3 separate regions of the Mus musculus genome follow, and regions 2 and 3 are each linked to region 1. Evidence: chromatin contacts called from public Hi-C and Micro-C data. All regions are on one chromosome and are shown on one strand. The core of a region is the stretch at or near the end of the contact, and the rest is flanking DNA. Distances in the headings are between cores, read along the strand shown. Region 1 holds the start of Olfml3 (olfactomedin-like 3). Region 2 has its middle 80 kb from the start of Olfml3. Region 3 overlaps Syt6 (synaptotagmin VI).

Evidence for each region. Hi-C and Micro-C count contacts between places; a contact is called where the count stands out from the background.
Region 2: a Micro-C map of the HL-1 cell line shows a contact between it and region 1, with 2.6 times the contacts expected there. The contact joins the enhancer-like site here to the promoter of Olfml3 in region 1. A contact is called at or near these places in 1 of 15 datasets of contacts at CTCF or cohesin (the NIH/3T3 cell line), 9 of 484 Hi-C or Micro-C datasets (the HL-1 cell line, cranial neural crest, embryonic fibroblasts and 3 more), 3 of 115 datasets of contacts at active chromatin or transcription factors (the NIH/3T3 cell line, embryonic stem cells and heart atrium) and 4 of 9 other capture datasets (adipose tissue, embryonic stem cells, liver and 1 more).
Region 3: a contact with region 1 is called in a Hi-C map of cerebellum, with 2.3 times the contacts expected there. The contact joins the enhancer-like site here to the promoter of Olfml3 in region 1. A contact is called at or near these places in 23 of 39 promoter capture datasets (the 3T3-L1 cell line, 3T3-L1-derived adipocytes, the C10 cell line and 12 more), 3 of 15 datasets of contacts at CTCF or cohesin (embryonic stem cells and stem cell-derived epiblast-like cells), 76 of 484 Hi-C or Micro-C datasets (8-cell embryo, B cells, the C2C12 cell line and 25 more), 16 of 115 datasets of contacts at active chromatin or transcription factors (CD8 T cells, the NIH/3T3 cell line, T-cell acute lymphoblastic leukemia and 6 more) and 4 of 9 other capture datasets (adipose tissue, embryonic stem cells, macrophages and 1 more).

What each region holds. Positions count from the first base shown.
Region 1 is chr3:103,736,035-103,739,318 of GRCm38.p6, reverse strand. Olfml3 (olfactomedin-like 3) reads left to right here and starts at 1,318. Exons shown (of 3, transcript NM_133859.2): 1 at 1,318-1,497; 2 at 2,082-2,367; 3 at 2,656-3,284. The coding sequence starts at 1,384.
Region 2 is chr3:103,656,199-103,659,152 of GRCm38.p6, reverse strand. No RefSeq gene overlaps it. Among named protein-coding and RNA genes, the nearest start is that of Olfml3, 80 kb to the left of the region's middle. Within about 2 kb of position 1,577, at least 9 of the 459 cell types and tissues checked have an H3K27ac peak or open chromatin away from gene starts, as enhancers often do. A contact at or near this core is called in the HL-1 cell line and pancreatic islet, where this site is marked.
Region 3 is chr3:103,623,059-103,626,431 of GRCm38.p6, reverse strand. Syt6 (synaptotagmin VI) reads right to left here. Exons shown (of 8, transcript NM_018800.5): 5 at 764-935. Among named protein-coding and RNA genes, the nearest start is that of Syt6, 50 kb to the right of the region's middle. Within about 2 kb of position 1,566, at least 6 of the 459 cell types and tissues checked have an H3K27ac peak or open chromatin away from gene starts, as enhancers often do. A contact at or near this core is called in cerebellar granule neurons, cerebellum and neural progenitor cells, where this site is marked.

The sequences.
Region 1 (3,284 bases), core at 69-2,568:
TCCAATTTCTCTTGATTCCAAAGTGAACAAAATTTTCTCCTGAAAAGAAACTGGAATTTGTCTAGATTAATCACTGCAGGCCCCTTTGTAAATGCTGCATATTTGACTTCTTCTGATGTATGTTCCTGCCTAGCTCCCCTGTAGCTTTAGCTGGATAGAAAGGAGGAACATGGGCTGGAGAGAAGGCTTAGTAGTTGAGTGTACTGTTCTTTCAGAGGAGAGGGGCTCAGTGCTCAGGAACAATAGGCAGCGCACAATCTCCTAAAATTCAGCTCTGGAAGATCTGACGTCCTCGTCTGGTCCCCACGGATACCTGTATCCCATGCAGATACCTGTATACAGACACATAAAAGCATATGTAACTGAAAAACCAAATTTTTTTTTACTTAATTTTAAAGAAATGAGAGATACTTACAAATGCCCTACTGAACCATAACCAAGAAAGGCGATCAATAGTCTGTTCTCTCCCAGTGATAGGAAGGTCAGAATATATTTGTTTTCCTTTAGACTATGTTGTACATATTTTTTTTTTCAGGTTTCTCCCCTAAATCCATGAATGTAAACTAGCATGTCCTTGCTGCACCCTCCTATTTGGGAAATACCTGGAAAGTCATGTCAAGGATATTTAAGTCAGCTAGCTTAAAACAAAAACAAAAAACCCCACCTCCCATTTCTCAACAACCTCCAGTTTTGTTTCTATTCCTTTCCTTGGGCTAAATCAGAGATTTGGTACTCCATAGGGAGCCCTGTGATTTGGCTTGCTTAGGTTGAGATTCTCCACACGGTGAAGTCCTCGCCTGATTTCTTTGCCATGGGAGATGGCCCCAGAATGCTCAGCACAAGGTGGCGCCAATGAGCTATAGAAAGTTGACTTCCCTTTGCCCCAACCCCCATCCCCTCAAACCTCATCTCCTGTGTTTCTGGCTTCACTGAACAAGGCAGAAAATCCATTCTGTTATTTCTGGAGAAGGGATAGGTTAATGAAGGGTGCTGGGTTCTTACCGAGTCAGCACTGGAAGCCCTCTCCTAAAACGAATGGAGTTTGCTGAGTTTTCCGGGGGTCTCGGCTTCCTGCAACTTGCTCATTTTTCAGAAGGCCTCTGCCTCCAGATTGCCATCTCTCCCCTTTCCGGAGGAGCTCACAAGTCTAAGTTGCTGGTAGTTAAGGCTTCTGGCGACTGTGCAAAGGGGCCATCTGTGTTTGATCAGGCCAGGCGGGAAGGAGGGGGTGGGGGTTGTAAAGAGACTGAAAGCATTCCAGAGTAGTGAGAGACACCAGAGATGGGAAGGAGGAGGCCCCGCCCCCGCCCCGCCCCCAGAGCTAACGGGCTGGAGGGAAAGAGGCCGAATGCACACACTCCTCTGGCCCCACTTAAGGCTGCCATGGGGCCCAGTGCTCCTCTGCTGCTCCTCTTCTTTTTGTCATGGACGGGACCCCTTCAGGGACAGCAGCACCACCTTGTGGAGTACATGGAACGCCGACTAGCTGCCTTAGAGGTGAGGGACTTGTTTCTCTTCTCACCCAGGATGAGTCCACATCTATAGGTGCAACTAGCTGTCAGGGCTCTGGGAGTGACAAGATCGGGTTGTGTAAGAAGTCCTTAATGACGAGTAGCCTCTTAACTACAGACTTTTATTTCCCCAACATAAGACAATTGCCCAGCAAATAAACGCAACACGGCTCCCTCAGATTAGATGGAATAAGGGGGCAGGGGAAATGAGAGTCAGAATCGGGCTGCATCTATGCTGCTATACTGTTCAAGTTTCCCAGGCAATCTGCCTGCAACTTCCTGTCCGTTTCTTCCCCGCACCCCACATCTACTCCCTTTTGGACAATTTGAAGTCTGTAGCATCCTAATTTCCTGGAGGCTCAGATCACTGAGAACGCAAGGTGAAGGACTCTTATTCAGGCAAATTAAGCCAGGTTCCTCGGATGGGATGGTACCACTGACTAGTCTCCTCTGCTGTGGGAGCATGGCTGAGCTGGTCCCTTTCCTGGCCCTGACTCCCTGGCTGGGCCTCTGCTTGTCTGGGAGCTATAAACCTGCAACCCACCCTTCCTGACTCCCCGATCCCTTCAGGAACGGCTGGCCCAATGCCAGGATCAGAGTAGTCGGCATGCTGCCGAGCTTCGGGACTTCAAAAACAAGATGTTGCCTCTCCTGGAGGTGGCAGAGAAGGAGCGGGAGACCCTCAGAACTGAAGCAGACTCCATCTCAGGAAGAGTGGACCGTCTTGAAAGGGAGGTAGACTATCTGGAGACACAGAACCCAGCTTTGCCCTGTGTAGAGCTGGATGAGAAGGTGACTGGAGGTCCTGGAGCCAAAGGCAAGGGCCGAAGAAATGAGAAATACGATATGGTGACGGGTAAGTGATCTCACAGAGGTCCAGACAGTTTCAGAACTCCCCTTTCCTGCTTTTCTTCTTGTCCCAAGCCACCATAGCTCTATCTTTCAGAATGACACATTCATTGAGAGTTTCTAGAGGCCTGTCCTTTATCGGTACTCCATCTCTCAACCCTCCGTGAGTGGACACATGCACGGAAAAGTGTGTCTCTGTTCCCCAGGTGGCCCACTCTGGGGGAAGTTCCTGTTATACACATCTAACTCTTGGCCTCTGTTTCCTTCTCCTGTGCTTTCTCCTCTTCCCCACCAGACTGTAGCTACACAGTCGCTCAGGTGAGGTCAATGAAGATCCTGAAGCGGTTTGGTGGTTCAGTTGGCCTATGGACCAAGGATCCGCTGGGGCCAGCAGAGAAGATCTACGTGTTAGACGGCACCCAGAACGACACGGCTTTTGTCTTCCCAAGGCTGCGTGACTTCACCCTTGCCATGGCTGCCCGGAAAGCTTCCCGAATTCGGGTGCCCTTCCCCTGGGTAGGCACGGGGCAGCTGGTGTACGGTGGCTTCCTTTATTATGCTCGAAGGCCTCCTGGAGGACCTGGAGGGGGTGGTGAATTGGAGAACACTCTGCAGCTGATCAAATTTCACTTGGCAAACCGAACAGTGGTGGATAGCTCAGTGTTCCCTGCAGAGAGCCTGATACCCCCCTACGGCCTGACAGCAGATACATATATCGACCTGGCAGCTGATGAGGAGGGCCTGTGGGCTGTCTATGCCACTCGAGATGATGACAGGCATTTGTGTCTAGCCAAGTTAGACCCACAGACACTTGACACAGAGCAGCAGTGGGACACACCATGTCCCAGAGAGAACGCAGAGGCTGCGTTTGTCATCTGTGGGACCCTGTACGTTGTCTATAACACCCGCCCTGCCAGTAGGGCT
Region 2 (2,954 bases), core at 328-2,827, 80 kb after region 1:
CCTGTAAGCCCTCATGTGTTCAGCCACCCAGAACTCTCTCCTAGCGCTGTCTCCTTTGGGTTTAGTTGCGATTTCTTTGGGTAAGTAGAACTGAACCGTGGATGCCCATGTGGGAAGGTGACTGGACTCAGGCAATAGGAGCCAATGCTAACAAACAGTTGGGAACCTGGCAGCAGTGATGTGTGTCCAGAATCCTCTCAGCTCCTCTGTGCAGCATTCCTTCCTCCAGGAAGGGTGGGGCCCCTTCTGAAATGAACGTCTCATGCACTGCTCTTAGAGATTTCCTGGATGGCCAGTTCCGAGGCAGAAGGCCTAAGATCCTCCTTGCTGAAGGGAAATTCTAACCTTAGTGGCTCACCTTGCAGAGAAAATAGAGTAGGTTGGAGGGAAAAGGAATGCTCTCTGGGCCACTTATAGGGTTCCAAACTACTTTCCACGCTGTAAAAGAAAGACTTTTTTTTCCCCTTTTTTTCTTTTTTCATGTTTATTGCTCTGAAAACGCTTCAGCCAGGAGGGATGAGATGCCAATTATTATGCTTCAGCAAAGCCACACAGTCATTATTCTCGCCATTCCGGAACATAGCAAGGGTTATTATGGGAGTTGCGAGCCAGGATCTGTGGTAGGAAAACAAAATATATATATCGTACTATTGCAAGGGGACAAGCGGGTAGGCAGAGGCTGGCTAAGCAGCCTTGGCAGTAGCTTCCAGAGGAGAGGAAATGGTTAAGGCGTGAGCAGGAGACAGGCAACAGTGACAGGCAGAGCTGACAGAGCTTGAAGATCCATGTGAGGAATGTGATAACCATCTTGGCAAGACTGATAGGAAAGTGGCTTTGGGCACAACACTGAGAAACACGGGTCTTAAATTTAACTCGTGGTTAGATCAATTATGCAAACACATGTTTATCTGTAGAATGACTATGTCAGCATTTAGGAAGCTTTAATTCAGCCTTAAGTATTGGACCCAGCAGAGGAACTTCAGCCTGCTGGAGATCTACTTATGGGCAAGCCTGTCTATTGGTAAGCCGTTTGTTTTTGGTGTTGTCTTTCTTCTCCTATCTGGACAACTGCTGATACAAATGGAGGTTTGCATCTGTCACCACGCACCTGCCAGTGCTTAGGTTTCCTGGACATAACCTTATTTAATTAATGTCTTTTCCCCCTGAGGCTCTCCACCCCTGCATGGGAAGCACTTTTGTTACTAACACACTCTGATTTCCTAGCACTAGAATAATAATAAAAAGAACAACAGCAGCGGTGGTCTTATTGATTAGGTGGGGAGGCTCTGAGTGGCACTGATGGAATACAGATAGCTGGAATAGCACCGTGAGACCAACGGATCCTCACCCCTCACAGGCAGCTGCTGTTTAATCCGTTCTGTATTTATTCTGTCAGCCACCCTGACCCTCGATTTCCTCCCTCTGCTTGGCCTACCTTGTCATGCTGTTCTCTAGAAAATCAGGTCACCCTGTACCTAACTTTTCGCTGGCCAATGATTTTTTAGCTACTCACTGAGCCCGCTGTGTTGTTCCTAATCCCCACTCAACCCTGGCCATGTGCACTGCCATTAGGAACATCATAAATCACCACTTAAGGACCATCATGGCTAGTTAATGGTATGAACACAGTTACCCCCTTTGCTTTTGTGCAAGTGGCAGTTACAAGCTCTTGCAACAGGCTCTCCACTGTCTTCCTAACACCGTCAATATCTTCTGAGTTAGGGTCTCAGATTCCACCCCACACAGCAACCTTTCTCTGGAGCACAGCACTTCTTATCCTTTCTCTGCTACCAAAGATGGGGACTTGCTTACCAACTACGGGGTGACCCATCCAGCAGGTCCAGTTATTCGAGGGCCTCGAGGGGACCTTCTCCTAAGAACCAAATGGGGGATAGAGAGAGACGAGGGTCTTGTGTGAATAACGACACGGAAACCGTTCTGGAATGCATCAAGACCCCACCAAGGCTTAAATGCACAAGCAAAAGGGGAAGTACAGATACTTATCAGCGGAGGGGTGGAGCAATACAAGCAAAAGGTGAAGTACTTATGGGGGGGGCAATAGAAATTCTTTCTTTTGGCAGCTACACGGGGAAGCAGGAACTTGGTGGTATCAGGGTGTGGTCAGGACATCAGCGATGACTTAGGGCTGGAACATCCCGTGGTTGTTCTCGGAATCAGTGTGTTGGTGGCCCGCTTTTGACCCCCTTTTCTTCTCGGGGAGAGAGGCCCAATTCAGAGATCAAGAGTTGTCTTAATAGCTCCCAACAACGGGGTTCTTCCAAAAAGAACTAAGCACAGACACTTGCTAACAGAGAAGACACTTAATATATTTAAAGCACATTTAAGTAAATAAGAGTGTTGTTTCTTCCTTATTTTTTTCCTTGATATTATGCCAGGGTTGAAATACTTTGGGGATGACTCAAAAACATACTATTTTTATCTTTCATAGAAAAAAGAAGGTCCCACACAGACACTAGCAGTCACTGTAATGACAAAAAAGTATTTACATGGAGCAGGTTATACATATATGTGTGCATGGAAATGCTTTCTTTTACAATATTTAATAGTGTATGTATCAAGTATAATGATAAAGAGACACTTTGTATATATTTACTATCTTCCTCTTGCTTTTTTTTTTTTTTTTTTTTTTTGAGACAAGGTTTGATGTAGCCCAGGGTGGTCTCGAACTTGGTATGATGATCTTGAATTCTTGATCCTTCTTGCCTCTACTTCACATATGCTTAAGATAGGTCAGGGAGGGACTCCTGGTGAGGTATGGCATGGTGCATCTAAAGAGATAGGATTCTGGCAGCTGAAAAACTCTTCAGAAAGGGTCTCTCTAAGAGTGAAGCCAAATAGGAAGGCTAGAAAAGTAGGCAGAAGTCACATCAGAAAGGGACTGGAACACTGGAGTGCTACTGAAAGGTTTTAAGCAGGGGGTTTTGTCTGGATGC
Region 3 (3,373 bases), core at 317-2,816, 110 kb after region 1:
GAAATAAACCAACCAGCTCTGACCGCCATTTCTCCATACCACTATTGTGTAGGCTGTAGTTTATTCACTCAGCAAGCACACAAATCGTCTCTCAAGTACCTTAGTCAAGCACCTACCATGCCTGAGAAGTTGCATTAAAAACCTAGGGCTGGGATGCTATTGTGTAATTTTTGTATCCTTCAGCTAAAATGACACTTGGAGAAGAGTCATGGCAGACGGAGTAGCTGAAAATGTTTCTGAGCAAGCCTTCAAAAGGAAGCATCAAAAAGGGAGAAGAAAAAGGAGAGGATTTAGTGGGATGGTTATCTGCGGCGATTTTGCAGATCCAGATTATGGGAGGTCTGTGCAATGGGAGCCAGGGATGGTTCCTCAGATGGGCAAAACCAGGAGGAAAGCATCCAGGCAGATGTATCCTGAGTCTGGTGGCTGACTTAGGGTGGAGTGTGATGGGGCTTCATAGCCATCCTGTGGGAGAGGAGATGCTAGAGAGGCATCTTAACGGGCAGAAGATGGATGGCACTTGGTGGTAAGTAGAAGAAAAGAAGTGGCCGGGAATGAGTGCAGGAGGGATGACAAGCAGAATTACCCCAGGCTGGAAAGGGAAGCTGTAGCTTTTAGTAAGGATGGTCCATACACTTTCTCAAATTCCTATGTCTTTCCTAAGTGGGGTCATATTTGAGGCCAATGGGTCCCAAGCCATGGCTCAGGGGTCCCTATGCTGCACTGGAGGAGAGTAGCCACATCCCGAGGGACAGGCACCTACCTATCATAGTCCATAACGGAGATGAGCAGGCTCACTTGGTCCATGTTTTCTGGGGGGATGTCAAAGATGATGGCCTCGTTGTAGATGGGGTTTAGGGTGTTCTTTTTTATGGTCGTTTTCTTCTTTTTCAGCCTCCGTCCATCACACAGTAGGGATACTTTGACGTAGGGATCTGTGTCGATGAGGGCGGTGTGAGAAGATAAGAGGTTAAACCGATTTGGGATGTTGCAGTTGTTTGGTTGGTTTTTGACACCGGTTCTACTCAGGCTGGCCTCAAACTCACAACCATCCACCTGTCTTAGCCTTTTCAAGTGCTGAGATGACAGGTGTGAGACATTATTAGACAGATGTTCTTGAATGGCATTTGCCACAGAGAGTCGGAGTCCTTGGGCCTACTGCTGCTCATCAGATGGGATCCGTGGGTTAACATAATTAAGTCACCTTGTATTTATGGAGCGAACCTGTCTCCGAGGACGATCCACACTTAATAAACTCGGTCTTTAGCTACCTTTGCATACTTGGGAGGGTGCCTAATGGTGTGTCACTAATAGGAAAACTAGCCCCAATTTAGACAAGACTCTTGTCAACGATTATGTAGTTCCCAGCCCTAAATCTCAGCTGAACTCTCTTTGGCTGGAGAACTCAAAGAGCACTGGAGCTAACAAAAGCGCTGTTTCTTTTGCGTATACAGAATCATTTCCTCTGGAGTCTTGCCAGCTTTTTAACCAAAGGATAAAGGGGGTAAAAATAGGATGTGGCGGTGCCCGGGAACATGTCAGAAGGATACAGCATCAGTCACACTGCTGCTCCTGTCCTCCAGCTAGAAGACATGCTTCTGGGTCCACTGTCCCAGTGATCTCATTTCCATTTGGAATCAGGAACCAGGGAAGTGGCCCTGCCTGCTGCTTCCCCAGAGGCCATTTCCTGGTCACTTCTGAGCGGTGGAGCAAGAGAACTGTGGCCAGGAGAGTGAGCTAGGTGCCCCCACCCCCCCCAGACTCAGGGCAGTTGGCTGACATTTTATTTCTCAGTGGGATCTTGGATTCTCTCCATGCTGCAAAGAGATGTCTTTTTATTAAGCTTCCATGCACCGTCTAATCTTCTCTCCCCTTTAGCTTTCTGAATGGGTAGTTCATGGTCATCTTTCTACCCTGAAATTTTCTACTCATCCAAACGAAGGGACACCTATTATATCTCATAGCACAGGTGTCTCAGTCGCATCATAATTAGTATTTATGCTGCACCGCTCAGGAAAAAGGACAACTTACAGGCGATAATAGCTTTGAGACCGTGATGTGCTCAGACACCTTCTTGTCCAGAAGCCAGGGCTCATGTGAACCTGTCAGGAGGAATGAGCCAAAGTAGCCCCTCTCCTGGCTCTGTAGTTCTGAGGTCTGTGGTAGTGCCTCCTGGATCCCTGAGCACCCACCGATGCCTCATTTGGCATCGTGTTGGGGGAAGGGCAGATGCAGGCTACACTTAGAGTAAAAACGAGAGAAGCTATACGCTTGAGAGATGAACCCAGTCAAGGTCCAAACCTTGAGAGCATTCTTACAGACACCCAGTGAGCTACTGACTCAGCAGAGTGACAGTGGCAGCTGTGCCATAGCCACAGGGACACTTGGGTTGATGGAGGAACTGGGGAGACTCCGAGGAATTTAATCAACGTCCTGTCTCTGACTATATACTTTCAGGAACCCCCACACAGGGGAGCATTTGGTAAAAAGGAAGGAGTGTTGAGGGTCTGTATGCCATAGCTGTCTGGTTTCCTTCCCCCGTGGTTACCCCTTAGGACGCTGTTCAGATCACCACGGGGGAAAGAGTCAGTCCCCAAACTCATCTTGAATATTCAAGTCTTTCCATCTACATATTGCTTTAGAACATGTCTCTACATTTGCAGCTACTCGTTCCTCTTCTATTCCTGGTCCCAGATACTCCATTCAGAAACACATTTCCATGTAAGGGAAACACAGGCATAGCCACTTGTCCCATGAGCCACTGGGCCAGTGTGTTCTTCTCCAACTCTGTCCATTCCTATAAGGAATATCTGGTTCACATCGTTTGGTGAGATTTCTTTCTGCAGGAGCCAAGCTCTCTCCAGCATCCGAGAGGCTAATCAGAGATCAGAGATGATGCTCCCCAGCGTGCTTCAGAGAAATGTTTGTGGCTTTCAGTGGAATGGTGGCCCCAGATGATCTTTGAGGTCTGTACATCACTATGATGCCCTCAGTGCCAGGGACCTAAGCCCAGCACTGTATTCCTGCCTCATTGTGTGGGAGCCATCAGAATTCAGCATTTGGAACATACGCTGTTCTAAGAAATGTCATTAATCAGGGTTACTTCACATCTACACTGTAAAATGTTTATCATTGATAGCTGTTTTACGGGCAGAAAATGGAGGCTTCGAGAGATTAAATGATTTGCGTAGGAATTGATCCCAGGTCAGACTCCAATGCCACTTTTGATCACTAGAGACAGAACAATATAAACCAGAGGCAGTAGGGACAAAAGAGTTAGCCCATCCTTTTGTACCATACTGGTATTTATATTATTTTGTGCCATTTTTATTGTTGTGACTCTCGGAAATGGGCTTAGATAGTTGATGGTGGG